Linked DNA regions of Mus musculus: all the other regions are linked to region 2. Evidence: chromatin contacts called from public Hi-C and promoter capture Hi-C data. All regions are on one chromosome and are shown on one strand. Each heading gives the region's core, a stretch centred on a gene start, on an enhancer-like site or on the middle of the called end of the contact. The rest is flanking DNA. Distances are from core to core; before and after follow the strand shown. Region 1 holds the start of Cpox (coproporphyrinogen oxidase). Region 2 holds the start of Tomm70a (translocase of outer mitochondrial membrane 70A). Region 3 holds the start of St3gal6 (ST3 beta-galactoside alpha-2,3-sialyltransferase 6). Region 4 holds the start of Dcbld2 (discoidin, CUB and LCCL domain containing 2). Region 5 holds the start of Cldnd1 (claudin domain containing 1). Region 6 holds the start of Nfkbiz (nuclear factor of kappa light polypeptide gene enhancer in B cells inhibitor, zeta). Region 7 holds the start of Ftdc1 (ferritin domain containing 1).

What was found. Promoter capture Hi-C pulls out the DNA fragments that hold promoters and counts their contacts. A called contact is a pair of places that touch in the nucleus more often than the background predicts. Capture Hi-C pulls out chosen DNA fragments and counts their contacts.
Region 1: a contact with region 2 is called in a promoter capture Hi-C map of liver, with 8 times the contacts expected there. The contact joins the promoter of Cpox here to the promoter of Tomm70a in region 2. A contact is called at or near these places in 7 of 39 promoter capture datasets (the 3T3-L1 cell line, cranial neural crest, embryonic stem cells and 3 more), 5 of 484 Hi-C or Micro-C datasets (B cells, CD4 T cells, cerebral cortex and 2 more) and 4 of 115 datasets of contacts at active chromatin or transcription factors (astrocytes, embryonic forebrain, large pre-B cells and 1 more).
Region 3: a contact with region 2 is called in a promoter capture Hi-C map of liver, with 2.3 times the contacts expected there. The contact joins the promoter of St3gal6 here to the promoter of Tomm70a in region 2. A contact is called at or near these places in 4 of 39 promoter capture datasets (the 3T3-L1 cell line, liver and pre-B cells), 1 of 484 Hi-C or Micro-C datasets (B cells) and 2 of 9 other capture datasets (adipose tissue and liver).
Region 4: a promoter capture Hi-C map of embryonic stem cells shows a contact between it and region 2, with 3 times the contacts expected there. The contact joins the promoter of Dcbld2 here to the promoter of Tomm70a in region 2. A contact is called at or near these places in 5 of 39 promoter capture datasets (cranial neural crest, embryonic stem cells, hippocampal neurons and 1 more), 3 of 484 Hi-C or Micro-C datasets (muscle stem cells, pre-B cells and uterus), 5 of 115 datasets of contacts at active chromatin or transcription factors (astrocytes, embryonic stem cells, neural progenitor cells and 2 more) and 2 of 9 other capture datasets (adipose tissue and liver).
Region 5: a promoter capture Hi-C map of liver shows a contact between it and region 2, with 7 times the contacts expected there. The contact joins the promoter of Cldnd1 here to the promoter of Tomm70a in region 2. A contact is called at or near these places in 11 of 39 promoter capture datasets (the 3T3-L1 cell line, 3T3-L1-derived adipocytes, the C10 cell line and 7 more), 5 of 484 Hi-C or Micro-C datasets (B cells, CD4 T cells, LSK cells and 2 more), 3 of 115 datasets of contacts at active chromatin or transcription factors (astrocytes, fibro-adipogenic progenitors and large pre-B cells) and 2 of 9 other capture datasets (adipose tissue and liver).
Region 6: a contact with region 2 is called in a Hi-C map of liver, with 2.6 times the contacts expected there. The contact joins the promoter of Nfkbiz here to the promoter of Tomm70a in region 2.
Region 7: a contact with region 2 is called in a promoter capture Hi-C map of liver, with 6 times the contacts expected there. The contact joins the promoter of Ftdc1 here to the promoter of Tomm70a in region 2. A contact is called at or near these places in 4 of 39 promoter capture datasets (hippocampal neurons, liver and pre-B cells) and 1 of 115 datasets of contacts at active chromatin or transcription factors (astrocytes).

Annotation. Positions count from the first base shown.
Region 1 is chr16:58,668,560-58,672,079 of GRCm38.p6, forward strand. It overlaps Cpox (coproporphyrinogen oxidase), which reads left to right and starts at 1,649. Exons shown (of 7, transcript NM_007757.2): 1 at 1,649-2,391. The coding sequence starts at 1,869.
Region 2 is chr16:57,119,820-57,123,562 of GRCm38.p6, forward strand. Tomm70a (translocase of outer mitochondrial membrane 70A) reads left to right here and starts at 1,895. Exons shown (of 12, transcript NM_138599.5): 1 at 1,895-2,375. The coding sequence starts at 2,043.
Region 3 is chr16:58,521,593-58,525,038 of GRCm38.p6, forward strand. It overlaps St3gal6 (ST3 beta-galactoside alpha-2,3-sialyltransferase 6), which reads right to left and starts at 1,834. Exons shown (of 11, transcript NM_018784.3): 1 at 1,484-1,834.
Region 4 is chr16:58,406,074-58,409,820 of GRCm38.p6, forward strand. Dcbld2 (discoidin, CUB and LCCL domain containing 2) reads left to right here and starts at 2,462. Exons shown (of 16, transcript NM_028523.3): 1 at 2,462-2,878. The coding sequence starts at 2,683. It overlaps 4930461C15Rik (a long non-coding RNA gene), which reads right to left and starts at 2,458. Exons shown (of 4, transcript XR_384912.2): 1 at 2,099-2,458; 2 at 1.
Region 5 is chr16:58,725,984-58,729,438 of GRCm38.p6, forward strand. It overlaps Cldnd1 (claudin domain containing 1), which reads left to right and starts at 1,927. Exons shown (of 6, transcript NM_171826.3): 1 at 1,927-2,101; 2 at 3,190-3,240; 3 at 3,455.
Region 6 is chr16:55,820,415-55,823,910 of GRCm38.p6, forward strand. Nfkbiz (nuclear factor of kappa light polypeptide gene enhancer in B cells inhibitor, zeta) reads right to left here and starts at 1,724. Exons shown (of 12, transcript NM_001159394.1): 1 at 1,354-1,724. The coding sequence starts at 1,639.
Region 7 is chr16:58,614,635-58,618,277 of GRCm38.p6, forward strand. Ftdc1 (ferritin domain containing 1) reads right to left here and starts at 2,344. Exons shown (of 4, transcript NM_001033404.2): 1 at 2,208-2,344; 2 at 1,079-1,222; 3 at 1-80. The coding sequence starts at 2,309.

The DNA.
Region 1 (3,520 bases), core at 399-2,898, 1.5 Mb after region 2:
TTAGCAAGGATTCGGAGAAGCATGTGGAGTTTGAAGATGAGTTGTATGTTTGTACCTAGTGAGATAGCATACAGCTCATCAGAATGTCCTGGCTTGTGGGGTTACACAGAGAATGAAATCATAGTACACAATAGAGAGCCAATTTTACACGCAGACGAGCACCCCTACTGCATAGCTTCTGTTTACAACTTACTGACTTCTTATTTGTCCAAGGCAGCTTTTGGATGCATCAAATTGCTTATAGAGGGAACATCTTCATATACTACAAATAGGACTTGGGAGTAATTTACCAGGAAGAGGTGTGTGTGTGTGTGTGTGTGTGTGTGTGTGTGTGTGTGTGTGTGACTGGTTTTGTTTCTTTTGAGACAGGGTCTTACTATGTCGCCCTGGCCATCCTGAAAGTCTTTAAGTAGACAAGGGTGGCCTCAAATTCATATAGGTCTACCTGACTCTGCATTCTGAGTGCTGGGATTAAATATGTGTGCCACTATGCCCTTCTAGGAAGATGGTGGCTTTTATTTTTTTCTCATACAAATCCGTTTGTTTGTTTGTTTGTTTTTAAGGATTCCAGTAAGCACTGTACATTAAGATTAAGGTGGAATCAGAGAACAGGAGAGAGAGACATCCAAACAGGCTGGAAGCTAGTACACAATTTGTTCAGGGTAAGTACACAATTAGTTATTTGTCTGGGCAAGTCTCCTGAATTTCCCATTTGGCTTATTCTTGGCTAGCTTCACATTAGCAGAGCAGGATCATAAAGGAGAAGTTTCTTACAGAAAATTAGAGAGATTCCTTTTCGTTAAAGAGCTTCATTTATCACCAGGAGGCCCAGCCAGACCCAGGCAACCTTCCAAAAGATAATTCTTATCTTTCCTTCTCTTCCAAGTCGGCCTCCAGCCAGGGCACACTACAGCTAAAAGTTAAGGGTTTCTCTCCTCTGCAAGCTTTGTCACTTCTCGTGAATTCATTTGCCTGCCACATCTGCCAGGCCTGAGCACGCATGCTGCTCCAGGTAGTTTGTGGTTGCATTTGTGTAAGAAGCAGGGGAGTGAACATATCGGTCAGAACCATACCCACTGAGCTCCAATTCCTGCTACAGCCAGAATGGAAGCTTGTGAAAGAATAACCAGTGGCCTCGATTATTATTTGTTAGTAGAAATTAGAATCATCAAGGATAGTTAAAGGGCAAATGAGCCCTTCTGATACTATAAAATAATGCTGGCAATGATATATGCTTGGAACAAAACTATTAAATGTGTGAGCTTCTGTCCTCATATTTTCAACGGGTAGGGCTATGGGGAAGAACAGAGATCCAGGATAGTAAACCGGAGTGCGAATATTTTCTCTGGATCTACTCAGGAGCCCACTACCCTGAACTCTTTGGGTAAGCCAAGCACAGGGACAAGGGTGCATCCTCCAGACCCACAGCCAGGACGAAGACAAGGGGTGTGTCTCCGAGTTGTTATTTCTGCCCGTTTGTCGTCAGCCTTCTAACCCCACTTTTGCTCACTGTGGGTGAGCGAGCAGGGCAATCCAAGGTGTACGTGACTAAAGCGCCTATCTTATCAGTCCAAGCACCTCCACAGTCCTCTGGCAGCACAGGAGGCCCGCGTGCGAGCAGCAGGACCCACCTCTGTGCGCAGGGTGCAGTCTTATCTGCTCTTTCCGGGAGCGGTCAGGCGAGTGCAGGAGGCGATAGGACGGGACTACAGTTCCCAGCAGCCTCCTCGGCTCCCGCCAGCAGCCTGCGACCTACACTCGCAGCAGCTCTTCCGAACTCCACGTAGCAGTGCTGGGGAGTCTGGGTCTCAGGACCCTGGGAGCTCCGGTGGGTCTGCAGGATCGGATTTGCCCAGTCCCGGCGGGAGATGGCCTTGCGGCTGGGCCGCCTGGGTTCGGACCCCTGGTGGCGAGCGGTGCTGGGCGACTATGCTCAGCTGCGCGCCGCGTCCCCGCGCTGCGCGTCCGCCCGCGTCTGCCAGCTGCCTGGCACGGCTGGTCCCCAGCCTCGCCGCGGGCTGGGCTACGGCCCCTGGGCTAGAGGCGGGTCCGGGCTGGGGACCCGGCTGGCCGCGACGCTGGCGGGGTTGGCAGGGCTGGCAGCCGCCGCCTTTGGGCACGTGCAGCGGGCGGAGATGGTGCCCAAGAGCTCGGGGGCGCGGAGCCCCTCACCTGGACGGCGGGAGGAGGACGGGGACGAGCTGGCCCGCCGCTGCAGCACCTTCATGTCCTCGCCGGTGACCGAGCTGCGGGAGCTGCGGAGGAGGCCGGAGGACATGAAGACCAAGATGGAGCTGATGATTATGGAGACCCAGGCTCAGGTGTGTCGGGCACTGGCGCAGGTAGATGGCGTTGCCGACTTCACTGTGGACCGGTGGGAGAGGAAAGAAGGTGAGGAGAGAGCTCCTGTTTCTTGGTTGGGCACCAGTTGCAGTTTAGGATTGGGGATTTAAAGTAGAACAGTTTTTACAGGGGGGTGGGGGTGGGGGGTGATCTGTCAGAAGGGACAGACTTGAATGACTGACATTGAGAGAGCCATTCGCTTTCTACTTGCAGATGTGGACCCAGAGGTGCCAACAATGTAGGACAAGTCACTTGAAAATATTGGCAATTCATAGTTGCACTTTTTTTTCTATAGGTTTGTTAAAGAACATCTGCAGGCAGCAAAGTGAAGCTTTCATGTTCAGTTTGTTACTGAACACGTCTCCCCCCCCCCCCCCCCCCAACACACACATTTTTTATTTATCCATCTGGGTGCATTTGTCCCTGCCCTATTAGAGGCAGAAGAAACACTGATCCTTTATGTCTGCTAGATTCCCTATGTCAAGAGTCTCCCTACTGTTTTTTGGCGGGTTATATAAGGAATATTTGATTAGTCTTCCAGTAGTTCTTACTAAATTGCATCATCAAATTTCTTGAAGGATTCCTTAGAATGCCATTCATGTTGAGTCATGTATTGGTGGCCATGTTGTTCCAAACAGAGTAGTCCTTCCCTGTTCTCCCCTCCCGCCTTAATTTTAAACTTGAGGATTTCTGACTTTTTCCAAGCTGGAAATACAACAGTATATCATCAATCCATTGTGAGTTATGATGCTACCACGTCTATATTAAATGGGAGTCAGTCTGATTTTCATGGTTTTTCATCTTGTAATGTTTTAGGGTAAAAGTCACTGACCGACCCAGACACAATCTCAAACACTAGATAGCCAGCTTTGTGTAACCTTTGGAAGTTACTGTTTTCCACCTCTGTTTCATAGTTAATGAATATATGCCGAGAACTCAGAATGTCAGAAACATGGTCAGCACTTAAATCACTCCGGTGGTGTGATCTTGAATATGGTGCCCTGCTTCTTAGAAATAAAACAACTCAGACATTAGTCTTTGAGAACAATGACTCTACGGTGACCTGTTGCCTTAAAGAAAAAAAAAAAACCTATTAAACACACATATATACACACACACATAAAATTTTACTTAATTTTAAACTCTGAACCCCTTAAGAGTTTGAATAGCTATGTTT
Region 2 (3,743 bases), core at 645-3,144:
GAAGTACTAAGATTACTATACCACGATTCCTACTCTTCAAGGACCCAAGATGAACTTGAGTAGCAGATACAAGAACCAATAACTATGGCAATGTGGTAATAATTGGGGAAGAAACAGAAACTGTTAATCGATAGTGTGATCATTTTGCTGGTGCTATAAAAGATCCCAAGACCCATATGGACAAAAGAAGTGACTCCCAAAGATTCATATCATGATCCGTGGAATGGGTGCACCCATACACATACATACACAAAATTAACAAAGGTGAAAATCTTTCAAATGTGTTTTAGTTCCAATGGTTTATTCAAACTGGGAGCCTTTAGTCCTCCAAGATATCACAGAAAAAAATGTGAAGTTATAGGGGGAGAATCCTTTTGCTGTTATTCTGAAAAATCCAAGATTACTCAGAGGGCATGAGATTCCGATTTTGAAGTTCTGGGGTGAGAACAGTGCCTACAGCAATCTCTATTTGATCAACTAAGTTACACTACCATTTTCAGTTTGTTGCTAGTGCAAACATTTCACTGGTGAGAACCAACATGACGCAAGAGAAAAGGCCCTGAAGTTTCAAACTGGAACATTCTATTTTAATCACTCCACGTTGACACAACTTGGCCTTTGCATCTTCATGTAATGCTATTATGGTGAGCATCCTGTGGTACTTAAAAGCCAAATGACCATCTATGGGTGTTTGGTTTTTGTTTTTTTGGTTTGTTTGTTTGTTTGTTTGTTTGTTTGTTTGACAAAAGGATGTTCAAACCTGAAATGAAGAGCCATAGCCTGGAACATTTAATTATCCATGCTTTGCCTTTTTTTCTTGAAAATTGTGTGAATTCCAAACACCTTGCAAAGTAGACTTCATGCTTTGAGACCAGATCCAGAGTTCATGAAGGCTTAAGAAAAGTACTTCAGGGCTGACGAGATGGCTCAGCAGTTAAGAGCACTGACTGTTCTTCCAGAGGTCCTGAGTTCAATTCCCAGCAACCACATGGTTGGCTCACAACCATCTGTAATGGGATCCGATGCCCTCTTCTGATGTGCTTGAAAAACAGCTACAGTGTAGTCATATAAATGAAATAAATTTTTTTTAAAAATTTAAGTTATTTCAAATAAGTGAGCAAACTCAAAGTGTTGTGACAGACACTTGTGCTCCAGGGAAGGTTGTATGGGCTAGATGTCAGGTGGAATCCATTTTAAGATACACACGTAAAGATGCCTGCGGTGATCCGGGGTCCTCGAGGAAAGCCAATAGGAAAGCCTTCTAACAGACATCCTTGCCCTTTGTAACTATTAAAGGTGCAGCACACAGGCTGCAAGTCACTTCCATGAGTCAACCTACCTTCCCCAGTTTCCATCTAGTCTTTGCCCTCTGTCATTGTCCCAGGAACTACAAATTTGTCCAAACTACAATCTGGCTATTGCAGAAATATACAAAGCTGGTTTACACAGCACGATGGTCTCACCCTTTTTCCCCCCTCCCACAGTTTCAGTCTTTAACAGGCACCAACGTAGCCACACCCCCCTCCCCGATCCTACCAATCAACTGGGAGGCCCACCATCCCTGCTGGCCAATTCCCTTCACAGTGCTTCTGCAAGTCCCGCCCACTCACAGAGCTACAGGGAGCTGTCCCTCTACACTTGCTGCACACGGCCCCCCACGCCCCTCCTCGCCGCACTGGCGACAGTGCCACGGGTCCTTCTGTCCTGGAGAAGAGGTCTGCAGTCACGCAAGGCCTGAGACCTCCCGAGCGATTCTAGGCAACCGCCTGCAAGAGGAAAGGGAAAAGCCACCCAGAGCGCCAGGCCTTCTGACCCCGGAAGTGGTTCTCCCCTGTACAGTAGATAGGGGCGGGCCCAGCCGCCGGTCTAGCCCGGCATGCCCCGGGCTTCCGGTGACCTCTGGCCCTTTTCTGTCGTCCGCTCCTGCTGCTTAGCGTGCTCGCTCGCGCGTTGCTTTCCCTCCACGCTCCCGGCTTCCTCCCCACGCTGCCCGGTGACCGTGGCGCCCGCGACCGGCGCGGCGGCGGCGGAGGACAGTCGTCATGGCCGCCTCTAAGCCCATAGAGGCGGCGATGGCGGCGGCTGCTGCGCCCGGTTCTGGAAATGGAGTGGGCGGTGGCGGTGGGACTGCGGGCCCCGGCTCGGGCGCGGGGACCCTGCCGCGATGGCACGTGGCGCTGGCCATCGGGGCGCCCCTGTTGCTGGGTGCTGGGGCTATGTACCTGTGGAGCCGAAGGCGGAGGCGCCGGGAAGCGGGAGGCCGGGGCGACGCCAGCGGCCTGAAGCGCAACAGTGAACGGAAGACCCCCGAGGGCAGGGCCAGTCCGGCCCTGGGCAGTGGCCACCACGACGGTTCTGGGGACTCCCTGGAAATGGTGAGAAGCCGCCCGGGCCGTAGAGGTGAAAACGAGCGGATGCAGCTTTTCCTTGACCCGTTGTGCGGGTGAGGGGCCCTCCCACCGGTCGGAAACTGCCGAGTGACTTTAGAGTCGTTTCTGGTTGCCTTTATAGGGAATGGAATAGCAGCTCCAGGCTGGCTAGCGTAGAGACGTTCTTTGACAATTTCCTTTGGGATCCAACAGAATACTTTGCCTTTCTTCTAAGTGACACAGCATTTATCCCTAGTATGTAGGTATGGGAAACATGCACAAATATAGTAATTCCATTAAGCGAAGAAAGGCAAATTTCACGGAACGATTGGAGTTGTACCGTGAGTTGTTATTGTGTTTCCCAAGACCAGAACTTTGCTAAGAACCTTTTAAAAACAAGCCATTTTTCTTTCGGAGTTTCTCTCTCGCTCTGATTGTGTGTGTGTGTGTGTGTGTGTGTGTGTGTGTGTGTGTGTTTGGGGAGGGAGATTAGCAACTATTACAAAGTTCAAAAAAATCATTAGGTAGCTTTGTATATAGGAAATAGTTCAGTTTTTAAGGAACTGTGCCTCCCACCCCCACCCCCGCTGCACATCTTAAAATGTTCTATTTCACCTGGACATATATATACATGTGTCCAAGCCTGATAAAGAGTCTCTGGTGTTATAACAAGCATTGGAGTGATAAACTGCTCTATCGGATCTGGTGGTCAGACTATTAAATCTTTTTGACAAGTTTGACGGCTGTGTGGAGAATTGGCATGGACTGAGATTGAGTGAGATAAGGGACTTTACTGGGTCAGGAATTCTGTGGTGGTATTACCAGAGTAATCCAAGTTCAGAGAAACTTACAGGTAAATAAATACCAGGTATGTGCCTGAGGAAATTCTTTATACACACGCATCCTATGTGCACTTAACACTCATGAGAAAAACTGTACAGTTAAATGAATGGCAGGCATTTTCATCCCATTCAGCCTGAAGACACGTTGTTCTTTTCCTAAGTAGCTTCAGAGGCTCTGGTATATGACTCCAGGGATAGTACTTACTGTGTGTGAGTCACCGTGCTAGCTAGCAGGAAGGCTGTTTGTTCTCTCCTATGGGGAAGTTAAACAGCCAATTTCTAACCAGAACTTACAATGTTGGAGGGAACCATGATCTTTGAGAGCTGAGGAGATGCCATTCTACATTGTCCTGTCCAGCATTGTTATTTTGGTAAGCTCAGTTTATGTCATTGTCATCCTGGTAGGCTAAGAGGATTAAAATATTTGGTCCCTTCTATTTCATCCAGCACTAAAATGTTAAACCAAAGTTTTTAGGATGAAAGCCCAGCACTGGCAGCCCCAGCAAACTATGATGAGCAACCACACTCCAAG
Region 3 (3,446 bases), core at 584-3,083, 1.4 Mb after region 2:
TGAGTGGCGTTGCCATCAGGAAAGAGTTCCTGCCACCACAAAAACTGAGACAATCCTGTTTCTGGCACCATGGTATGGAACCATAAAGACTGACATATAGAATGCCCTGTGTACTATTTTGTCACATGCCAACCTTGCTCCGTGTCATAAAATACAACTTTTGGGAAAACAGATCAGAATCATACAGACATTTTCCATAAAAGTTCCCTTGATCCCAAATCGCCATTATCTAAGGTGCCTCTGAAACAGATAACCTTATTCAAAGTCAAACTAACTATCTAAGGCATTATTATTATTTTTATTTATTTATTTATTTTTCTGATCTTGCTTTCAAAAGCAATCTTTTGTGACACTTAAAGCCTTGATTGATCAGAGCTTCCCAAATATTTCACATCACCATGTCGATAAAAAGATAGCTCCGTGGTTAGAAGCTGGAAGGAAATTCTGGATTTGAAGACCGGGAAAGTCAAATCGTCAGGGTAGCCTAATAGGGAGGCATGGCCATCTGAGGGCATACTGAAGAAGCCTGAAGGTCGGCACGTCAGGGCACTGGAGCCATTAAGGACCTGCTATTTTCTAAACCATCCACTATTCATGGCATTAAGGTGTTTCTCTTAAAAACAAACTTGACTCCTGAATTTGAAATCTACGTGGTTTCTAATAGGCTAGCACCTACCATGTCCTTCCTGTCCCATCACCTTTAAACACAATTCTTCACACCCTGGCTGCCCTTCTCCTGGCTTCCTCTAAGGATCCCTAAAAGGCACTTGGAGTTTCTTTATTTTCTAGAAATCGCTTTTTATAGATTTTTCTTTTAAATCAAAATAACAGTGCGCAAGGAAGGGGCTAAGCCCACGAGAGCTCCCTAGGCAACGACCGCAAAATAGCAAGTTTCTTCTCTCTTCTCTTAAAAATTCACAGCAGCCAAAACTGCAGTTTTCTCACCGTTGCCCTTCAGTCCAAACAAACTGTCTCGGCTTTTTGTTAGGTTTAGTTTTATTGTACCAAGAAAGATTTCTTGGAAAACTCAGTAAGGTAAAAAAGAACCTTCCAGGCTCATTCACCCTTCCTCGCTTACAGACCCTTTCAGAAATAATGGTGATCGAGGAACCATGCTCTCCTGTGGGTCTCCCACTGCATAGATTGGGGGCGATCCAGGAGAGCAGAGTCCTAGCGCCCCGGAGCACCACTCTCTCTGGGTTCTCCCTAGCAGCTCTGGGACCCTACAGGAGAGCTCCTGGCTGGTCACCCCGCACACCCTGCTGCCTGGAGGATCTCAGGGCCCCAAGGTTCCCTCATCGCTCCGGTGATTTAGCAGAGGACGAAGGGTCTGAGAGCGCGCAGAGTCCCCTTCCCTACTCCGCAGCGGTTGCAGAATCGGAGTGCCTGGGCAGCATCCCAAATCCCATGCTGGGTCGGGGAACGCAGTCTTCCCCGCACCCCCAGCTAAGCAGACCCGCAGCGTGGCCAGCCGCAGAGTTACCTGCCGAGGCCCGAGCTCGGCCACCGCAGAGGCATGCACAGGGCTCTCCGCAGCGCGCTTCTGTCTGTCCCGTGGCGTCTGCAGCATCGGGTCCCGAGCAGGCGGCGAGCGGAAGCCTGAGCTAGCGGGGTGACAAGAACGCGATCCCTTCCCTCCACCCCTACCCCCGATGTGGCGAAGGAGCAGAGCGGAGCGAGGCGCAGTGTGGCCCGGAGGCTGAGACCGCCAACGTTCCCCTTACAGCTCTCAGCGCCGGACTCTGGGTCCCCCGGCGGCTGTGTGCTACGCCGCGGGAAGCTCCTCCTTATTGCTGGCGCCAGATGCTCGGTGGCCGCCGCCCCCAAGTTCCTGCCGAAAAGTGCTGCCCGGTGGCTGCCGGTGGGCTCAGAGACCCCCGGGGCGGTAGCCGTGCTCTCTGGCTCCTACCTTTAGGGCGGGGCGGTCACCAGCCGCTTGCTCTCGCTGGGAGTCCCCGACAGGAAAATCACTGCGAAGGGAGGGCCGGGAAAGGGCGGCGGGTGGCTTCAGGACAAGGTAGGAGGATTGATTTCCAGAGCCAAGAAGACACTCCCATCCTGCCCCGGTTTGTTGGGAAAGCTGCGGGAGCAAAGGCGGGAGGCTGTAAGGGGCTCTCCTTTCAGGCGCTTATGGGAGGCAGAAAGCAACAGAGTTTAGTTTCACCCTGGACTGTCTGTGACATCAGACACAGTGGGTAATTTGGTCTCTAGCTGAAAGGGAGAGGTGTTCACAAAGCTACACAATTTCCTGCCTCTGCTCTTCAAAGACAAAAGTGTTAGCGGAGTAGGTGTAGACATATATATAGTTCATCTTATATTTTAAAAAGACGTTACCTCAGAAAGAATGAAAGGGGCACTTCTTCACTCCTTTCCTCGTTTCTTCTTTCCTTTTCTTCCTTTCTTCTTCCCTCCCTCTCTCCCTATCCTTTCTTTCTGTAGCCTTCACTAGGAAAAAGTTTGTATTAAGAAAGCCCTCAGACTTGCATAGCTCTGAATGCTTTTTAAAAATCAGTGTCTGGTCAAATACTCACATGCAATCAAATGACCTCCATCCACCTCCGGGAGAGAAGCGCTACTGTCTGGGAGGAAAGGAGCTGGGTGTAACTCAAAGCTGACAGTGTGTCAAGTGGCAGCGAAGTCCTCCCACTCGTGTGATGGACCTTCTAGTATTTTCCTTAATTATACCAACAGCCCTAGGAAGTTGCACTTGTTTTTCCAATCCAAACATGGAAAGGGCTCAAACCATTCCGATTCTTACCCTTTCTACAGATTACCTTTGACATAACTCACATAGCTTTTGTAATTATATGCTTGGCTCTTGGAACACCAGGGTAGTCAAAAAAAAAAAAAAAAAAGTCCTGGAATTTGTCCATCTAGATAAATTTTCTGGAAAACTACCACAAACTTTTAGAGTTTCTGCTGAGTTCTCCCATGCTCTCTTCATGATCTTCAAAATGAAACCCGCATTTTGCTTTATTCCTCCTGACCTCCTAGGTTTTGTGTGCTCGATTTGTTTTTGACCGCACTTCCCTGTGTAATCTAGGTTGGCATGGAAATCTCGGTTCCCTTTTTTCAGACTCTGAAGTCCCTGGATACCCATCTGTGTAGTGGTGCGATGGGGAGGGGCATTCCTAGATTCTCCTCCGTTTTGCTTTTGTTGTGTTGTTGCTTTTATACAAGGTTGTTTTGTTTTGTTTTTTTTTATCTTGCTGTGTAACCGAAGCTGGCTTCTGACTCTTGATAATCCTCCTGCCTCATCCTTCCAACTGCTGATACTACCTGAATACACTATACTCCTCCTAGATTGTGTGTGTGTGTGTGTGTGTGTGTGTGAGAGAGAGAGAGAGAGAGAGAGAGAGAGAGAGAGAGAGAGAGAGAGAGATTGATTTACCATGTGGTTGCTGGGAATTGAACTCAGAACCTCTGGAAGAGCAGAGAGGACTCTA
Region 4 (3,747 bases), core at 1,212-3,711, 1.3 Mb after region 2:
GCTGAAAGGCAAAAGAGTACGAAGACAGATGGCTAGCATCATTTTTCAGACGCTGGTTTCCCCCTCTCTTCTTTTCCCTGTTCTGTCCTCTGAAACACTTCACCACTTTATTCTCTACTTTAACAGCTCTTAGCATACCAAAACAGAGAGAAAATGACAGCACCCCTCTCTCTTGTGATAGGGGAATTACTTATAAGAAATTCGGAGTCTTTTCAGGCTGTACTCCCCTGAGGGGGGACAGCCACAACTCCAGCACTTTCTTTTCTAGAAAGGTTCCCATACCTGAGCTAGTTCACTCTGCTTCTTGTGCAGTTCCATGTAGCTGAAGGAATCCTAGCCAGCAGCTTCTAACCCTTTGCTGTGTCCACCTTGTGGCCTACGGTTATCACTAGGTGGTCATACAGAAGGAGTGATCCGACATGTGAGGTGCTTCATCTCAGGGACTATCACTTGAAGCCTTGGCTTAGGACTGGCTGTTTGCTGGGGTAGGTCATAGAGTTAGCTCTGTTAGTTCTCACCTCCAAATTGGCACTGGTGACGATGGATTTGTTTAAAATGTTTGTCTTCTCCACTAGAATGTAAGCTTCTCTAACTGAACTTTGTATGACCAGGGCGTATATTGGTAGTGCTTTCTTTGCTACACGATAGATGTTTAGCAGATACAATGACTGGGGAGTGGGGGTGGGGGGTGGGCTTATTGTGTGAGAAATATGCAAGAAACTTGAAAAAAAATGGCTTCTAGAGTCCTTTCCAGCATTTGGGTTTTCTTCTGAAACACGGGTGTGAGTGCTTTACATGTTTAGGACTCTCACATGTATTCATGAGTTCCAGAGCCAATTCCTACATACTTCTCACACTGACATTTGTACAACCTGCTTTTCTATAGCCTCATTTATTAGCTGTATATCCATATCGATTTATTTTGTTTAAAAGGCATGTATTTTATTATTTATTTATTTATTTATTTATTCATTCATTTAGTATGGGGGTGGGAGGGGAGATGTTCCACAGTGCACATCTGGAGGACCATGGACGACTTGCAGAAGCCAGTTCTCTCCTAGCAACCATGTAAATTCTGAGGATCAAACTCAGATCGTAAGGATTGTCAGCAAGGGCTCTTAACCAATGGCCTATCTCTCTGGCTTTGCATCCCAGTATAGGTGCTTCTCAGCTTATGATAAGAGTCACATTTGATAAACCCACCATCACTTGAGAACACGTTAAGTCAAGGGAACATTTAATACACTCAAGGTAGTAGACATCCTATGCCAGTATCAGTTTGCTGTACAGCATCCGTTGCTTAGCGTTGAGAAGACCCAGCTGCCAGAAATTATGGCTTGTTAAAGGCAGTCATCAGCAGGACAGGGCACAGCAGCAATACTGTGAAAAATCAACCACCATAAACTGAAAGGTAATACAGATGCTCTATAGTTACTTCCTTTGCTATGCAAACTGTTCTATCTTACTAAGTCCCTGTTTGTTAAAGGTACAATACTTTTTTTTTTTTTTTTAGGGAGTCCCTAATTAAAAATATCCCTGATGGTTTCTCTTTATAAATCTACTGTCTAGTTCTGTGGATTCTTCTTTAAAGACTGCTCTTTCTTCTGCCATACTGCCTGCTCAAAAACTCCATCAAATTGCCTATTATTTGAATTTGTACTTGTTTCATTCTGACGTGCATGATGTACTGACATTTCTTCCCCATTCCAAAACCTGCAAATTATCTATAAAGTGGCTCTAATTCCTGGGACTTCTCTGAGCACAATTTTACAGATAGTGGACTTAAATAGTCTCAGCAACACGGGTCTTATTTTATACTTCCTCTCCAAAGTCCTAGAAGCTATCTTTGCAAAAACTGAACACTACATTTGTAATTGTACCCGCAGATGTTGCTGCAATTGACTGCAGTTTTAATTAAGAAAAACATACTCTGCTATTTAAAAACAGTCCCTTAAATACAGCTCCCAGCTGAAATCTTCCAGCATCCAGCCATCCCACCCCTTCCAGTGGCCTGATGTTCGACGGGGGAGGAGCCAGGAGCAAGCAGGCTCTGGGAAGCTGGAGAGCGCGGGATGGGGAAGTCCCGGAAGTCACTGACCAGAGAGTCTCGGCGGGTTCTCTCTGGGCAGTGGTCCCAAAAACTACAGGCTCTTCAGCGGGGCGGGGACCGCTCCCGGCCCCGGCTTGGGGGCGAACCCGGATCGAGGGAGGCGGGTGGGACGCTCCCAGAGGTCCAGGGCGATTGGCAGACGCGGATGAGGGGCGGTGGAGCTTTAGGAGAGGAGCTAACAGGTCGACAGAGCAGACGGCGTGATGATTGGACGGCACGGAAGGAGCTGGACCAGATCTGGCCGCTCATTGGTCTCAGCATGAGGAGGAGGCGTGGCCAGCGCGCGCGGGAGGGAGGGAGGGCGAGAGAGCGGGGCCGGCCCGCCCGAGAGACGGTCGGTCTACGAGCGCGGCGGGAGCGCGTTCCAGCTCGGGCCCCGGTGCTATCCTCCGATCCGCCGCGCTCCGGCCTGGGGTCTCGGGGCGGGAAGCTCGGTGAAGCGGGCGCGGGGAGCAGGGCGGAGGGGACGAGGCGCGCTGCGCTGCCGCCCGGTCCTCACCGGGTGCTGCGGGCCCCGGGCGCGCGGGGCTCCGCGGCGCGCGCACTATGCGGGCGGATTGCCGGCCGCCGCGATGGCGAGCCGGGCGCCGCTGAGAGCCGCGCGCAGCCCCCAGGGTCCCGGAGGCCCGGCCGCGCCCGCCGCCACCGGCCGGGCCGCGCTGCCCAGCGCCGGCTGCTGTCCCCTCCCTCCTGGCCGCAACTCCTCCTCCAGGCCTCGACTGCTCCTTCTGCTGCTCCTACTGCTCCAGGACGCTGGAGGCCAGCAAGGTGAGTGGTGGCCCGCACCGGTCGGCCTCCTGAGGCTCTTGGCTGTTGGAGGAACCTGCCGACGAACCCAGAGATGCAGAGACACCACACTGGCGAGGCTGATGTGGCGGGGACCGGGGCGGGGTGGTGGTGCCGCCCGGTGTCTCAAGTTTGTGTCGCTTTACTTTTCCGCAAAGCCATTCATTTCTGTGAAAGAGGGACGTATGAGACCCTGCCGTGGAGGCCTCCTTGCTGTCTCCTTCTGGACTGATGGACGGAGTCGGGAGCAAATTAAAAAGCATCTTGAGCTTATTAAAGACAGGCAGGGATTGCTGTTCTTAGGGATAGCGCCCAGGTTCTAACGCGAATGAAGCAAATTGCAGTGCTCTCTAGAGCCTTGCTTACGTTTGCAATTCGTTCTTCAGAGCACCTGCCCATTACTGAGGACCGTGGTTTGTAGATTGTCTTGATCAAACACAGAAGTGGCCCAGAGTAGCGGTCCACTACCAAAAGCGCAAACTTTCTCAGAAAGTGACAAAGCTTCTTTTCCTTCTACAATCCCATTCCAGAAGCGGGAACAACTGTTGGTTGATAAATCATCAACAATAGAAAGAGAATACAGGACTGAACTTTTTAGTGTTGCTGCTTTGGGCAGCGTACCACATTCTGTTTGGCTTTATTTCTTCCATGGCTTTTCTTGTTACTAATTGCTAGGGAGAGTTTCTTGAAATACGTTTTCCATTTCTCAGTTCAGCTTCCCACTGTGTGCACTTTTTGTCAGTAAGGAATATCTTCAAGGTCATGGGATTGTCTCTTGGGAAGGTGCAGCCTTGATGGACGTGTGAGAGGTAATCGCTAAGAGAAAAACGTAAACTGTCCTCTTTAATAGT
Region 5 (3,455 bases), core at 677-3,176, 1.6 Mb after region 2:
GGAGTAAACATTTAACTCTAAAAATTGATTACAGATGATTGCTACCCACAGAACATAGCATAAATAAAAATTGGAAAACACCAAAGATACAGAGATAACTCAGAAATGTGAATGTGTGGTCTGTGGGACTGTGTTTGAGAAGGAAGTTGAGGTCTTCTGTTCTGTGGCTTTCAGGGTGGCCAAAACCCCAAGGACACACTTCCATGTTGACCCTAAGCTTGTGAGTGAACAGGGTTCTGAGCGTTTTCTGGGTGTTCTGTGCTGTTGGAAGGTGAAGGCATCATTGTCCTTTGTAGAGTGACTCCAGAACCTCGTACCTCCTGTGTCATGACGACTAAGTGTACTGTGAGCCCAGGACTTAGAACTTCCAGAGCACACGACTAAACAAACACATTGAAATGCCCTCCTGGCAAGTCTAGCAGCTGGGTAGTTAGCAGACAGGTCCGGAAGCCAGCTGAGGTGTGCAAGAACACTTACCACTATTTATGACAGGCTTCTCCTCTTCATCTGGGACAATCGGGAGTTGTAAAAAGCTACTTCTACTGATCTTATTCAAACACTGGACATTCAATTGTAAATAATGCTTTAATGATTCCTTAACAATCCTCAGGTCCTCTGCCTGACATTTTTTACATTTTCTTATCTATAGATTCTATTTTCAAAAGTCCATATATTGAAAACCAAAGGCAATCTTATCTTAAAGATTATGAAGTAAATTGTCCAGTGTCTTAAGATTGGTTTACTAACCTCAGTGTTGATGTTTGCCAAGTTAGTTCATCTTCATGGGCTTCAGTTTCTCTGTCTACAAACTTAGGCTGTTTCTTTTCTTCTTAAAAAATGTCTCTTTACCAGAATTGGTTGCACAAGTTACTTCAGGAAGTAGACGTCTCATGAAGGCCGGTGGATGAAGACATCTGCTGCATAAGTGCATTCACAAGTCTTACTGTGGATTCACTATTCGACTCTACACACTCATCGAGCTTTCAAGATGACACCTGAGGCAAATTACGTTTTCATTTGATGCTATCCGTGAAAATCTAGTCATGCCTTGTGGATACTGGGCTCTGCCAGAAGTCCTTTTCCAGACACAGCCTGTGATGGTGAACCGGAACCACAAGCTAAAGGCAAACGATTTCTAACTTAAAAAAAAAAAAAAAAATCTTCTCTACCTGTTTAGAAATTCCTGTGAAGTATTTGAGGGCTTAGAATCATTCCATTGCTTCCATGTCACACAGCCATCTGTCTCCGAGGCTACCCACAACTTTTTCTGTTGAAAATGATCTCTAAATTCCATTTCATATTACATTCACACTTTAAAGTAACATTTTTGAAATCTAGTATCCTTCGGATTTACAAGTTGGGTTTTTTTTTTTGTTTTGTTTTTTTGTTTTGTTTTTTACAACTGAAACAAACAGGGAACTTGATTACAGTAGAGAGCAAATAACAGATTTCTTCAAACAAGAATAACGTAATTATATCAGGTTATAATGCTAGTTTAGTTAGATCCTTAGTTACATTTAAACAAAACAGAAGAACACGTTGTTCAAATGGGAGGGACGATGTAGGAAATGGGAGGGGGGTTGATATTTGAAGAGTAGAGTTCCATTAAAGTTCATCAACTCCGTAGTACTGATTTTTAGAGGTAGGGTGTTATCGTAGGGAAAACAGAAGACTCGACGTTAGATCTCGGCTAAATCAAAGCCTTTGACTATGGTTGACCAAAGATCCTCCCCCATCACTTTCTGGAGCTTGGTCCCTCCTTTTTTGAGGTGTAACAATCCCGCAGTTAAGACTTCAGCTTTCCTCACTGATCTTCAGAGTTCTTTCTTCGGAGAGAACTACATTCCCCACAATTCCTCGCGCGTCGTCAGGCATGCTCTCCTCTGGCTCTAGCCCCTTCTCCTCCAGTATTCCTACAAGTCCCACAAGGCCCCTCGGCCCAGGGCCGCTTTGGCCCGGCCTGGGGTGGAGGTGGAGGCGGAGGCGCGGGAGTTATGGAGGGGGCGGGCTCTGCAGGGAAGTACGTCAGAGGAGGCGCGGGGAGAGTAGGGTGCTGTGGTCGGAGCTGGAGGGCGAAGCCGGTGGAGTGAGAGGATGGGCGGTGAGTTCGCGGGGTCGCGGGCCGGCTCGGCTCGCGACCTGGGGAAAGGGCTCCTTGCTGGCGCGGCCAGGCCCGGGGGCTGGAGCGGCAGGCGGGGCGGGGAGGGGCGGGGCTCCGGGCCAAGGGGCCGGGGCTGGCTGGGTTCGGGTACCCAGGGCGCTCGCCCAGCCCTGCCGGTCTCCGCCCGCCCATGCCAGGCCCTGCTGTGCGGCCCAGGGTGACTGCGCTAGGCGCAGCTTCCAGAACCCGGCCTTTAAGGTCATCCGAGAGCACCAGGATGGACGAGAATTTTGAGAATCAGAATACAAATCGCACTTGCTGGGCTATTGATGACTGTAGTCGCCCCGGTCTTTTCCCCAGTCACTCCCCATTTTCCAAACTCCGCTCCCCAGTTTGTAAGCCTGTTTTCACGGGTGCTTGAGACGAGGGGTTTGGTGCTGTCACGGTGTGCATACATTTGGCAGGGTTTGACTCAGCGTGATCTTGCCTTGAGTCATTTTACCGCGGCCATTTACTACCGCCGTGGAGCCCTGTCCACGCCTAGGGAGTGTTCAGATTTTGCCTAAGTCACTTTTCTGTTTGCGAGTAGGGATTATTTAGTTTTTATGGATCTGTGCTATATTTTAGGATATACGGAGCAGTATTACAGTTTGGGAGGTTGAGAAGTGTGTAATGGAATGGGGGGCGGGGAGAGTAAGGAGTGAAGAATCCGGTTGTGTCAAGAGGCTTGGCTTAGCTTTAATTGAATTGAAGGAGATTGATAACTAACATGGTGTTTTTGCTCTCTTTGCTATGACATACATTTAAACTTTCCCCTCGGGTTAACACCTTCAACTCTGATTTCCAACTTACACCTCACTTCTGCCCTTATTTATAATTGTAAGCCTCCCCACTAAAAAAGCTGGGGGGTCTTCGTTTCCTATTCTGCTGTCTTTTTTCTCACACAAGCCTGAAAACACATAGCATGTTTATAGCTTGTGTAAAAATCCACTCTGCATTTAAGGTGTGCACGCTGCACTGCTGACCATGGGCATGTCTGTTGTTTGTACCTGTAATGTGTATGTCCTTTTCAGTGTTGTCTGTTTTAGTATGCAGGTGATAGACTAGAGAACAAGACTTCTGTCTCCGTAGCATCTTGGGTATGTGAGCATTCAATAAGTACTTTTCATGAGAATGCCTTTTGTTTTAAACTTAACATTTGTTGCCCTTTTGTTTGTAAATTTTTTACATCGATAAATGCATTGCGTTATGGAAAGAAGGGATGGGGAGTAGGGTAAAGGGGCTTTTTTTTTCTTTTTAGCATATTCTGATTTGCTCTTGAGGTCTGACTTTTCTTTCTTTAACTTAAAACAGA
Region 6 (3,496 bases), core at 474-2,973, 1.3 Mb before region 2:
CTGAGTGCCACAACTATGTAACAAGTTCTTGTCCATGAATTGAACATATTTGGAACATAAAGAGGAAAACGAACGGAGAACAAAGCATAATTTGGCTATCTGTGCCACAAGTGTGACATAGAGACAGTGACGAGGGCAAATAAAATGATTAAATAGCCTTTCTATTCAAGTTCAGGAATTCCCACAAACACCCCAATGGCCAGACTCTAACAGCACTCCTCTGGAGTGACAAGAGTTAAAACTTCCATGCCCACGTCATAGGGAGAAGAAAACGCACTTTCAGGAATCTCCCATGGCTTGTGTGGTAAACCAAGAACTAGAAACAATCGATGGGTTCAGCCAGATGTCCACGGGCCTACAAACTTCAGAAAGGGCTGTCAAAGCACGCACACCGCGCTTTTCAGGGAGCTGTGGGCAACACTGTGGCTTAAGGCACAGTGTTTTAAATCAAAAAATAACTTTTTAAAAATAAAAGACAACCAAAGCTTATGAGTAGCCAGTGTTAAGGAACAGCAAGGGGTCATTCTTTAAAATAATTGCGATGAGAAGCTCCAACAACTGAGAAAATTTAGGCGGTGTTTAAATCTACCCACAGCTGCATCCTGTTTCTCCCTCCCCCACCCCCCCAAATTATGCAACTCGGTTCGTGAAGAAAGGAAACCATACAACCCGCAGCTAAAGAAAGGGCTTCGCTAGATGTAACTTTTCCATTCTCAAGCACACAGAGAAAATCAGAATTCTGAGCAGGCCTCTGAACCGCCAACATCGTAAACTAAGCGCAGAACACTAAATCACTTTTCTGAACCAGGCTTTCCTCTACGTCCCGAAAAGTGGGTTTTCTTTGATTCATCCCTACAAATAGATTAGGAATACGGGTGTCTTAAAAATCCAGTTCCCAACGCTTTACCCTCTGCCACTGCTTCTCACTGAAAGAGTTACAAGAAGGAAACTACATCTCTCTCCATCAGCTCCAAAAACCTCATAATAGTGTTATAATTTCTCAGAGGTTCTTGAATTCGGAGGTCGGGGGAGAAGTGAAAAGGGAAAAGGTTATGAGATGGAAGAAAAGAGAATCCGAGGCTCTCAAGTTCTTTTCCAGGAAGCCAGCGCGCTAGCCCTCAGGGTCCCTTGGGCGCTGGACTCCGCAGAGGTCTAGGCAAGGACAACGTGCCAGAATCAGGACAAGGCATCTAATCACTCATGACTATTCGCGTCTGTCCGGCCGCTAAGGAAGTCACAGGGGCCGCTTAACGTCTCGACTATGGGGGGGGGGGGGGGTGGAGGGAAGTCCCTCCCCATCCTCCCAGCGTGTGAACCCCGAATAGAGGGGCAAGGAATCTCGCGGGTGGGTACCTTGAGGGCGCTCGGCGCGGGCGCCACCTCTGGGACGGGACTCCACGGCCCCGCAGGAGGACACGGAGGAAGTGGAGGAGAAATCGGAGGAGTCGGAGCCGGGCGAGCCGGGCGCGGAGGGCACGGCGGACAGGTAGCCGGTGTCGCCGGCGCCGGGGGCGGAAGGAGGCGAGGCGCCGTAGAAGTAAGCCAGGTTGAGCGGGCTGGTCATGAGGCCGCAGTCGCCGGCCGCGTCCAGCAGCCCCTCTCCGCCGCGGCTGTCGTCCAGCAGCTTGTCCACGATCATGCTCCCAGGCTAGGCGCTCGGGGTCCCCAGACACCTGCGCCACCGGATGGCTACGCGGTTGGCTGCGGCAGAGCGACTAGTACGTGCGCGCCCGGAGGGGACCGGGCTATTTAAATGAACTGACCTCCTCCTCCGCGCTCCGCCCGGTGAGGCGGCGCCTGGGCTGCCTCCCGCCCCGCCTCCGGATGTGTCTAGTTTCCAGTAAAATGCCCGGGATGAGGCAATGTGCCCTCCGCCCTCGCCCCGCCCCGCCCGGGCCGACCGGTTGTTTTCCGGCGGCTCACCTGGAAACCCCGGCTAGCACCCGCGCCCCGAACCCCCGTCGGGGCCAGCTCCAAGTTTCCCCGGTTGGCCTTCGCTGGACGCACCGCATCCCCAGGGGCCCGGGGTCCGCGGCAACCGCTGTCTGCGCAGGGGCTGCGATGCCCGGGGGCGAGCGGGAGCCCCGGGCTGCTGCAAGAACAGGTCCGCCCAGTTCGGGGAGTGGGAAGCCAGAGCGGTGCGTGCAGAGTTCAGTCTCCTCCCTTGCCTCCAACATTTAGCCCGCCTCCAAACCTGGAAGCGGTTGCCCGCGGACTTTCTGGCCTGGACTCAATTTCAGAGCTCTTGCAGTTTCTCTAACTTCATATCTGGGCCATAAGCAATCTTTTTTTTTTTTTTAGTACAGTATTAGAATAAACAGCAATGACTACCCTTTCGTATCCTTCAATACTAGAAAAAAGCTTCTAGCAAAATGATGAATACGCATATATGCGTGTATATTCTTTGTATGTTTTATATTATTTTTTACGTATTATGTAACGTTTTATTCTGCACAACTTGACCTAGTCCTGATAAACACAGGGATTTTGATGCCTCTACCTTGAATACTTTTTTCAATGTTTATACTTCCGCCGCAAATCCAACTAGCGAACCGTCAAGGGAAGTTTATTTTTAAGGGAGAGAAAGAATGAATGATTAAGTCTAAATTTTCAAGTAACATCTTAACACGTGGGGATAAGGTATACACACACCGATGAAAAGAAACTGACTATGATTAAACATCGTGAGAGGTACAAAGTTCAGTGAACAGCCTAAAAAGAGACTTTCTTGTGGAGAGGGGGAGAAGGGGGAAGTCTTCGCAAAGAATGAGATGAGCCCTAAAGGATGGCCCTAAAGCGTTTGCAGGAAAATCATCTGCCAAGAATTAAGGCCAGGAGTCAGGGAAGAATCCGCAGTGCCTTTTAGGACTGCCAAAGGGAAAATAGCATAAATGTGAAAGGTAACCTGAGCGGAGCACCTACAGGGACCAGCGAAGTTACTAGAACTTTAACGTGAGGGAATCTGAAGCTGGCAGAAATGAAACAGTTTTAGAGAAGATGAGACTGAGGGGAGTCCTAGTGGCCTAAGAAGAAGGAAAAAAAAAGTGACCTAGAAGAAGAGATAGTGGCAAAGAGGTAAGTAGAAATAACTAGATCATTACGTAAGTAAATGGCTCTGCTAGGCAGAATCCACAAATCTAGCATTGCTGACGGGGGTAAGCAGCAGGCAGCCCACAGGTGCTACAGGGCTAGGCAGGTGTGGAGCATGACTAAAAGCACAGCTAAAATTAATATCAATGACGCCTTGCCGTTCGCACAGCTGCTTGTTTTCTGGAAATAAACAAATATGGGGAGGTGAGGGGATTTGATTCCCCTAATTGTTAGCTGTTAGGCTCTTGTTCTGTGCGCAGGCAGCCTTGAGAGAAAAGAACTGTCAAACCACATTCAACACTCCAGAGAGCTACATGGCGGCTGTAGCTTCTAAAACACTACTCCAGCTTCTGAAGATGCAGCCTCAGAGCCACACTTCTCCCCCACCCCCACCCCCACCCAGGAA
Region 7 (3,643 bases), core at 1,094-3,593, 1.5 Mb after region 2:
AGGATCTCGGTTAATTCATTTTCCATGTTTAGAATATCTATCGCACACTGGATGCAGCCCTGGGTGTCTATTTCAGGCCTCTGTTGGAAATGAACGGGCAGCCAACTTACTCTCTCAGGTAACTTCTATGTAAAATGAAGAATAGGTTTGTAGATAAGAAGGCTTTTGAATTTTGCATAGTGTAGTGGAGTCAGCTGAGAGTTTTAAAGACAGATACCTGGTTCACCTGCAGTCATTTTGTTTAACTGATATGGGCCTCAGGACCTTAAAAAGACCCTTGACAAATTCCATTGCTACATAACAAGGGTACAGGTTAGTAATTATTCCACTGGTTTTGAAATTCTATAATGTTGGTTTCATTTTGTTATGTATTAGATATGTACTAAATTTATTTTTAAAATGCACCTAAATCATTACAGACGAATGGATGCAACAGTCTTTGGGTAGCCCTGGCTATCCAGGAGCTTGCTTTATAGACTAGGCTAGCCTCAGACTCAGAGAAATCTTCCTGTGTCTGCCTTCTAAGTGCTGGGACTTAAAGGTGTGCGTTGAGCTAGGATACAAGTCTTAACTGAAGATCAGACAGTTTCTTTGGAGTGCCAGCACTTAGTGAGAACAGTGTAGTTCAAGACACTGACAAGACAAACATAATGAATACCTGAGGGTCTACCTAAAGTTTCTGTGAACTGAAAAAGGAGGGTAATAGCTCTGGGAAGACTCACGAGAGCCCTGCTTCTAAGCTCTTCAGAGCATTAGGCCCATCTGAGGAGTTTGTTAAGGCACAGCTTCTTGGCCCTACTCACAATCAGGTTTCTTGGGCAAGGCGAGAGTCATGAACTTGAATATTTCACCATTCACCTATGATGCTGGTGCTGCAGATGCAGAGATTTGTGTGGTTGGCTGATTGAGAAAAGCCAGACAGGTATTTAATGGACATGTTTCATCCCTGAAGCTATTGACTCACGTCCAGTTACTAAGAACATGAATAACCTAACTAGGACATTTAAATAGCAAGCACCTATATTTTAGATTTAGAAAAAAGCCCCAGCAGAAATTGTTAAAGTAGAATTACAGTCACCTGAATTTCCGGAATGCAGACCTTATTACCTCTTTCGGTGATGTATGCCAGGATTCTTTTGGCATAAAACCATTTCACTGAAGCCTTGTCCTGCGAATATGCTCCAAAACTAGTCATTGTCGTGTCATCGCTGTACAAGCAAGCCTAGGACGGAGGTGAGGATTTGGGGGAAGGGAGAAGGGTAACAGAAGTTAAAATTTCAGGTAGGAATCTCATGAAAAGAGTTTCTTGTCTCAGTGGTCATCTAGAAGAGGTCTTGGATGTTCCGAGTGTCTTGCTTGTCCTTTGAATTCCAGAAGTTTCTATCTTCTTGAACTCAGGATGCCCCAAAGAGCAGCCACTCAGAGAAGTTTCTAATCTTTTTACAGTATGGATTTTCTATGGATCAGACCTGTTAACATTATCAGTTTCATCCACTGACTGTATAGATCCATGACAGAAGCCTACCACAGGGGGCTAGAGAAATGGTTCAGTGGTTAAGAGCACTGGCTTCTCTTCCAGAGGACCCTGGTTCAATTCCAAGCACCCACAAGGCATCTCACAACCATCTAACAGTTCCAGAGGATTGGTCATCTTCATACAGACATACATGCAGGCAAAACGTTACTGTACATTAAAAAATAAATACATTAAAAACAGACAAACATTACCAGAAGGCTAGGCCTTTAATCCCAGCACTCGGGAGACAGAGTCAGGAGAATCTCTGAGTTCAAAGCCCCCACTGTTCTACAGAGTGAGTTCCAGGACAGCCAAGGCTATACAAAGAAACCCTGTCTCAAAAAAGGAAAAAAAAAAAAAGCCTAGCACAAATTTACTAAAAAGCTAAGAGCAGATTTATCATACATGTTGACCGTGAATATGAAATTGCATTTAGCTATAAAAGGGCTTATTCTGCTACCATTGGCTATTGTTTGGGAACCCAAGTGAAGAACTGATTCCCCTTCTTGTTGCTTGTAGTTTGCTGTCACAGTTCTCAATCACCAAAGCCTCGCCATTGAACTACCTTCTCACCTAATGTTAGATGTGAAGATGTGAATGTTAGATACCCAATGATATGAAGGTAGTAAATGTGTCATCACCCAGATCAGAACAAAGTCTACCCTCATAGTAGCCCAAGAGCTCTACTAACCAAGAACATATAAGCATCACTGAGGTTCATCTGCATACAGGCAATTCGATGAATATAAGCTAAAGCCTCTTCCGGAATGGGCTTCCTTCTCTTAGGTCCCATCTCAGCAATAGGAGAATTCAGCCAGAAGATGTGCTACCCACTTCACTGGAAAGGCTCTTAAATACTAAGGAGTGGATACAACCCACCCCTTGTAACAAGTTGAAATCACCGCCACCTGAGACTGCAGCTGCTAATCTACCAACAAGGACACTGTGTCTGGGTAAAGAAACCAAAACGAGCAGAGAGACAATGTATCAAAGAGGGATTGGAGCTTCTAATTTTCTCAATACTCGTTCTGAAGGGTAATGCGAATTATTTTAAATTTCTCAGTTTTCTTGGAATGATGATGGCATAGCCTGCTTGATATACATCAAATCTAAGGAGCATGTTAAACAAACAAACAAAAACACTTGTTTATAGGAAACACTACAACCCCTTCCCTCTTCGTACATAATTGAGCTGACTGTGGAATATGGTTGAGTTCTGAAATCTCCTATTCCAGCTAGAAGAGGCATACAGATTTTGTGGGTAAACTGGCACTTCAAGTTGGCCTTGTGAGCAGACAGAAGATGGAGAAGTGGAAGCAGAAAAAAAGGCATTCCCCCCTGCAGCTGTAATAAGCACACACAGCTGTAGCTACAAGACCATGCTGCTGTTTCCCAATTTTGCAATTGGCATCTTCTTGGCTCCTTCCTTATTCTTTCTTTCAAGGGTCTCTTTGTGGCTTGGCATGTACAGATTTCACCATTCTTTATGGCTGATAATGGGGTGCTTCTAGAAATGTACTGAGTCACTGTTAAAAAAATACATCTGACATAAGAATAAAGCTTAAAATTCAGGACATGCAGAGATGGCTCAGCAGTTAAGAACACTGGCTGCTTTGGGGACAGAACTTCCTTGTCTGGCCTCCGTGGGACAGGATGTGCCTAACCCTGCAGACTTGATGCACTAGGGGTGGGGGGATATCTGGGAAGCCCCACTCTCATAGGAAAAGGGGGTGGGGAGAGGGACTCTGAGAGGGGGCAACCAAGAGGAGGGCATCAATCGGTATGCAAAATGAATGAATGAATGAATAAATGGGGGGGGGCTCTTCCAGAGCTGTTGCTCTTCCAGAGGACTCGGATAGTCCCAGCACCCACATGGTAGCTCACAACTGTTTAGAGCTCCAGCTCCAGGGAACTAACACCCTTACACAGACATACATGTAGAGGAAAAAAAATTAAGATCCCAACTTTGAGCTAACCCCTGCCTTCTTGGAATGAATGGAAATGGCATCTGTCTAGGCAGGTGCTACCCTGCAGTCCACGCTATTCTGGAGGGTGAGCAGCAAATATCTTGATTTGGGGAGACAGTTTGAATAGCAATTGCCTCAAAGTCCACCCCTGGAGAAGGGT